Linked DNA regions of Mus musculus: region 2 is linked to region 1. Evidence: chromatin contacts called from public HiChIP or PLAC-seq data. All regions are on one chromosome and are shown on one strand. The core of a region is the stretch at or near the end of the contact, and the rest is flanking DNA. Distances in the headings are between cores, read along the strand shown. Region 1 holds the start of Mtif3 (mitochondrial translational initiation factor 3). Region 2 holds the start of Slc46a3 (solute carrier family 46, member 3).

The links. HiChIP or PLAC-seq counts read pairs in DNA pulled down with a chosen protein or histone mark.
Region 2: an H3K4me3 HiChIP or PLAC-seq map of bone marrow-derived macrophages shows a contact between it and region 1, with 5 times the contacts expected there. The contact joins the promoter of Slc46a3 here to the promoter of Mtif3 in region 1. A contact is called at or near these places in 6 of 39 promoter capture datasets (the 3T3-L1 cell line, embryonic stem cells, liver and 3 more), 2 of 484 Hi-C or Micro-C datasets (B cells and CD4 T cells), 2 of 115 datasets of contacts at active chromatin or transcription factors (bone marrow-derived macrophages and thymic regulatory T cells) and 1 of 9 other capture datasets (adipose tissue).

The regions. Positions count from the first base shown.
Region 1 is chr5:146,962,352-146,965,831 of GRCm38.p6, reverse strand. Mtif3 (mitochondrial translational initiation factor 3) reads left to right here and starts at 2,035. Exons shown (of 4, transcript NM_001256102.1): 1 at 2,035-2,109.
Region 2 is chr5:147,893,466-147,896,743 of GRCm38.p6, reverse strand. Slc46a3 (solute carrier family 46, member 3) reads left to right here and starts at 1,929. Exons shown (of 6, transcript NM_027872.4): 1 at 1,929-2,263; 2 at 2,699-2,911. The coding sequence starts at 2,723.

The DNA.
Region 1 (3,480 bases), core at 786-3,285:
TTTGGAAGTGTGGCCTTGTTGGATGAAGTATGTCAATGTAGGTGTGGACTTTAAGACCCTGGTCCTAGTGGCCAGGAAGCTTGTCGTCTCCTGTTTGCCTTCAGATCAAGATGTAGAACCCTCAGCTCCTTCTCCAGGGCCATGCTTGCCTGCAGGCTGCCGTGCTTCCTGCCATGATGATAACGGACTGAACCTCTGAACCTGTAAGGCAGCCCCAATGAAACCTTGTAGCTTATAAGAGTTCTTGGTCATTGTCACTGAATTATTTCCCCAGTCCCCTTCATTCTCTTTAAAAATCTTCTTAAAATCATTTTTATTTATGTTTATGTATGTATACGTGTGCCCATATCTCTGTGTGTACACCATGTGCGTGCAAGCACCTTTTAGGTAGTAAGAGGCCACTGGGGTTCTTGGAACTGGAGTTACAGGCAGTTCTGCATGCTGGGAACAGGATCCAGCCTCTCTGAAAGAGCAACACCCTCTTAACCACTGAACTATCATCCCTCCACTGAGCTATCATCCCTCCACTGAGCTATCATCCCTCCACTGAGCTATCCCTCCAGACTTCTTTTTACATTCTTGATTCTGATCAGGGTGTAATGATGGGACGAGTCATGTATCTTCTCCATGTTCAGTCTCCTCATCTATAAAATGGGCAATGATGGGGCTGGAGAGATGATGGCTCAGCGGTTAAGAGCACTGTTCTTCCGAAGGTCCTGAGTTCAAATCCCAGCAACCACATGATGGTTCACAACCATCCGTAATGAGATCTGATGCCCTCTTTTGGGGTGTCTGAAGTGTACTTATATATAATGAATAAATAAATCTTTTTAAAAATGGGTAGTGATGGCAGTGTATCATGAGGGTGTCTTGAGGATTAAACTAACTCAATACAGGCTAAGTGTTTAGAACTGTGGTGCTTATGGAAACTTTATCACAAATGTGAGCACTTACAACTGTTATGGACCTGTCTATCCAAGAGGTGGTCTCCACACTTTATTTGCACAACTATGCTTCTATCGTCCCATGGAGGACTAATGCTGGCAGAATAAAAAGTATCTGTAATTCTTCATTTCACTTAGGAATGGCTGACATGCAGAGCCCAGCCCTGGCCTTTGGATCATAAAGAATTGCTTCAGCTTTTGCCTGTCACAGATACAAGGCTCATGGGCCAGAGGCTGTGATCTGATGAAGAAAGGGAGACTTGGATGCGGCTCTAAAGCTATTTAAGGATGACCCAGGTTCCTCACCTGCAATAAAAGGATGGTATTTTGATGTACCAGTAATAGTTGCAATCAGATATTACCCTGATTGAGTTATTTGGTGAGGATTAAACAAGACAAGATGTATAAATTATATGTTATAGACACGTAGTCTGTAAATGAGGGACATTCAGCGGCTTCTCTAAGGAGTTCCCTGTTGAAGAATGGGGAAAAGCAGGGACTTAACGCCAAAGTAGGGGACAGTCAACAGCTTGGTAACAAGGGTGCAGGGCCCCAATAGCCTGAAAGTGCAACACCCAGGGGCTCGAAGTTTCTGACCATCCTCTTGCCTGACTCTGGCCAATGCGGTCAATCATCCCACATGTGGGTGGTCTGTTATGATTTCTCCCAGTTCTGACAGTAATCGAACCTGAATCCATCTCTTTTTCTCAGAAGAGAGCAATCTTGAGAGCGAGGGTTGCACCCTGCTACCCAGCTAGAGCTTCCACTAAACCAGATCCGCAGGTGGCAATAGTTTAACACCGCCCTGCAGTTGTCTAGCACTGTAGAAGGCATTATTCAACATTATTAATGTAACTGGCGGAAGCGATGCAGTGACTGTTCCAGGGACTCTATATTTTAGCGTTCACTTGGCCTTTGGAGCAGCAGGTTAGTAGCAAATCTCTCAGTTTCACTCAGGCCTGCTGCACGATTCTTTTTTTTTTTTTTTTTTTTTTTTTTTTTTTTGTCGGAGGGCTTTATTCCATTAGTGGAATCCGCAGGCCGCAGCTGCACCCTCCCTTTAAGGGACTCAGGAAGTTCCGCCTGCTACGGAAGCCGACGCGGTGCTCCGGCGGAGTCCAGGTACGGACCTGCTAGTTCTTCCTGCTCGCCTACCCCGGCCCAGGTAACGCTGAGGTGAGGGCTTGGCGACGGGGCTGAGGTGGGAATGCATGTCCTGGGAACATTCTGTGCAGAGAGCCCTCCGTGGACGTGGGGTGGCGGCAGCACCAGCCTTCGGAGTCGAGACCAGTTGCCGAGCTGCCAATAATCACTTGCTCGCCAGCCTAGCCAGTTTCGCTGTTTGTGTGCGCGCGCACGCTCCTTCCACGGATTTGGGGGGCAAGGTGGGGGCGTAGGACAACTGGCATCCTGGTGGCATGGCGTCCTGGTGGGCGTGTCTGCTGCGGACCCCTTGTGAGCGTTTTGGGATTTTTTTTTCCTTTAATTTTTGATGTTTTTGCAACAGGGTCTCACTATTTATCTCTGGCTGTCCTGAAACGCACTCGGTAGACCAGTCTGACCTCAAACCTATAGAAATCCTCCTGCCTCTACCTCCGAAGTGCTGGGATTAAAGGCGTGCACCGCTCGCCGTGTCAGGACTTTTGAAATTCCTTCCGGAATTGAAGGTGAGAGAATTCAGTCATAGGATGAAGCCAACGTCATTTTCGCAAAATATGGATTCTACTAGAACCCATCCTTTCCTTCGGGAGTGAATATAAGCCCTCAATATGTCAATGTGAGCTTGTGATTATGAAGTGTAACGATTCAGAAAAAAAGTAAAGAAATAAGTGGTAGAAATAAGCTCCCGTCAGGCCATATCCCGTCAGGAATAAAGCCTTATCCCTCGGAGGCAGAGGCAGAGGCAGGCTGATCTGTGAATTGGAGGCCAGCCTGGTCTCCATAGTGAGATCCTGTCTCAGAGAGAAGGAAAGAAAAAAGAAATCAGTATCATTAGGTTGAAGAGCTGCTCAGTAGGCAAGGCAGAGTTCAGTGTCTGGAACCTAAAGGTGGAAGGAGAAAACTCAGTCCACAAGGTTGTCCTTTGACCTCCACACTGGCACCATGGCATGGGTGCCCAGACACATCAGACAGACAGGCAGACAGACACACAAGCACCCTTACCCACTGAGCCATCTGGCTGGCCCTGAATCTTTGCTTAGTATTAGATAGTGTAGGCTGTGAGCATAGTCAACACGTTTCCGAGTTAACTGATACAGTTTCATAATTTTTAGTGTTGTGAAGGCTGCACTGATGAATAGTGTTAGTGTGTTTAGGCTCACTTTAGAAATTATTGGAACTCCCGTACTAATCACAAGCCATAATTTATTATTTATTATTACTGTTGTTGTTGATATTGTATTAGGAAACTCAAGTTTGGAACTCAAGTAGCAATTTTAAAAATAAAACATTGTAATACATTACAGCTTAGAGATACTCTAATTGGGTTCATACTGAAGAATGTTAGCAGAAAAGTATTGAAAGGTTTTTTTGTTTG
Region 2 (3,278 bases), core at 680-3,179, 930 kb before region 1:
CACTCTCTAAGATCTTAGTGATCTTGGCCTCCTGGATTTTTATTTGAAAAGCAAACCTCTGAACTGAACACGTCACTCCTTGTGGTTAAGATCGTTAACAAGTGGAGAGATGACTCAGCGATTAAGGGCACTGACTGCTCTTCCAGAGGTCCTGAGTTTAATTCCCAGCAACCACATGGTGGCTCCCAACCATCTGTGATGGGATCTGATGCCCTCTTCTGGTGTGTCTGAAGACAGTGACAGTGTACTCATATACATAAAATAAAAATAAATAAATAAGAAGGAAGAGGAGGAGGGGGAGGAGGAGGAGGGGGAAGGAGGAGGAGGGGGGAAGGAGGAGGAGGGGGAAGGAGGAGGAGGAAGAGGAGGGGGAGAAGAGGAAGAAGAGGAGGAGGAGGAAGAGGAAGAAGAAGAAGAAGAAAGAAGAAGAAGAAGAAGAAGAAGTAAGAAGAAGAAGAAGAAGAAGAAGAAAGAAAGAAAGAAAGAAAGAAAGAAAGAAAGAAGAAGAAGAAGAAGAAGAAGAAGAAGAAGAAGAAGAAGAAGAAGAAAAATTGTCAACAAGAGGTTGGAAATCAATCAAACTCTGTAGATCAGCTAGCAGCAATGTTTGTTATTTTAGGCATATGAAGATTGTACAGTGCTGTGAAACTGTCAAGAGTGCGATGTTGAGAGTTACTTCCTCAATTCTCTCTGTGGCTATCTAGAGTCATCAGATCGCCTTCTCTCCAGTACAGAATATCCTTTTCTGCTAGTCAGCTCCTTTAGCCGCCCTTCCCACTCTGAAGCTGTTCCAGATCTGCCTCGAGAGAGGGTGGTTCAGTGGTTAGGAGCATTGCACCAGTACTCTCATCTGGGCAAAAATAGCCCATAGTCTGGAGTGTTACTCCTTTATCAATAAGGCTCTGGCCCACATCTGACCTTGATCTCTAGATAAGAGTAAGAGGCGCATTTGCAGGATTGTCCCCCACTTCCTGACGCAACCACTCCAGCCTAAGGTCTTCCTTTTTTGGACGGGTCCCCAAATCACAGAACTCTCAGCTTGCTTCTCTTCCTCAGGAAGTAACCCCCTATCAGCTGCAGGTGTGCTCCAGCTGTGCGCGTTGGCGGCCATTAGCGGCGGTCCTACTGTCTAGGGTGTTGCCATGGCTTTGTGAGACTTACTTACATCTTCTCAACAGAGAAAGAGCCGACTTTCAGAGAGATTTAACAATCCCCTCCCCCGCAACTCAGCAGGGGTGGCTGGAGAGAAGCTCACTAATGAAGAACACTTACTGCTCTGGGTTCCGTTTCTACGCTCTCAGGGCAGCTCACAACTGCCTGTAACACAAATTCTAGCACCATTTTCTGACCTCTGCTCGGCGTGGGCATACACATAAAATAAATGACTACGTAAAATGTAGTGAATATTTCGTTTAAATTTTCCCAAGGCCAACAACTCCCCTACTCGGAACTCTTCTCCTCTCATGAACTTTCAGTGTCTTCTCTCTCACATTGCTTGTGCAGACGCTTGCTGGGTCCACCGGAATGCTGCAGTGAACTGCAACCCTAGCGTATGACGTTTCCAACCACTTATTATTATCATCATTATTATCATTATTATTATTATCATTATCTGCTTTGGACAGGAGTCTTGTTATATCGTTGGGCTAGTCTCGAACTCTCGATCCAGATACCTATGACTCCACGGCGCTTCAGCGAAAACCAATAATCCTATCCAGATACGCTTAGCAGAACCTTCGCAGAGCTGCCGGGATCACCCAACTTGCCCAGCAACTCGGGGAGATTCAGCCGCTGAACCTTCGGGGGCGGGTGCAAGAGAATGACACTGCGCTAGACCAATCGCTACGGGGGCGCCGGCCGCCATACCCAATCACAAGCGAGCTAGGGAAGCGGGTGACAGCTCCGGCCGAAGATTGCCAGCTCTTGGCAGAGTGATGATGCTCGGCGGCCGAGTCACCACTAGGGCCCAAAGACCAAGAGTGCGGCGGCGCGGGGAGCGGCGGGGACTGAGTCCAGGGCCAACAGAGTCCGGGAGGTGCGCTTATTTCTCTTTGCCTTCTAACAGGGCTCGAGTGTCCCGTCCCAAGGGACGTCCCCCTGTTGCGGTCTAGCTCCACCTCGCTGCCCCTTCCTTTGGCTCTTCCCAGCTGGCGAACCGTGCTGAAAACCCGGGGGCGCTACGCCCCGCACTGGGTAACGGAGAACACAGTCCCGACTACGGTCCCACCTGTGCCTAGCCTAGCAGGAAAACTGTAACCGTGGGGTGAGTTTTAAAAACGAAAACAGAAACTAAACTCCCCTTCCGATCGGGAGCTGCTTTTTACAAGGCCCTTAACCTGCAGCCAAAATAATAGTAATTACATAACCTCCGGGTCCCCGGGTAACTTCATTGTTTACCTTATGGGAACCGGCCGGTGCTGTTCTGCTCAGCACTGTGAGCATTAGCTAAGCGGAGTCGGGGGCGGAGGTTGACTTAGTCCCTGCTCCTCGGAGAGAACTAGGGTACCCTCTCCCGGCAAGGGCACTCTCTCAGAAATCTGGAACTCTTTTTGCTTGCTAATGTTTGTTTATGACACATTGTTCCAACTTCCCCACTTTTGAGAATTTAGCCTCTGGGATAAAAAATCAACTGATGATTTCTATCCCCCCCCCCCACACTCGCCCCGTTTCTCTCCTCCCGCTTCCCGCTCTGCAATAGACTCGATCTGCCCACTTGAGCAATATGAAGATTTCATTCATAGAGCCCGCCATTCTCCTGAACGCGTTTGCTATGACTCTGACCATCCCGCTGACAGCGCAGTACGTGTACCGGAGGATCTGGGAGGAAACCGGTAACTACACCTTTGCTTCCAATAGCAATGGCTCTGAGTGTGACCAAAACAAAAGCAGCTCCATCTTTGCATTCCGGGAGGTAAGAAATTAAAATTAAAACCTCCCATCCTGGAGTCACAGGGAATGGAAACAGGTTCCAAACCAAAGAGGCTCTCCAAGGTGTGACCACACACACACACACACACACACACACACACACACACACACACTGAAATTAAGCCACCTTCTCTCTGTTCCTATTTCGGTTAATAGTTCCTCTTGACACCTTTAATCTGGCTCTTTCTAACTCTCTAAGGCACCTCCACTCCTGTCCCCAATCCCCACCCACCTTGTGGGACCAACTCTTTTATCCTTAGGAAATCTCACTACAATCTCACCCACTCTTCCTTGGTCTCTTGAATAACAAAAGTCCAGAAAAACTGACCAGAGTCAGCTGCCTCCCATGG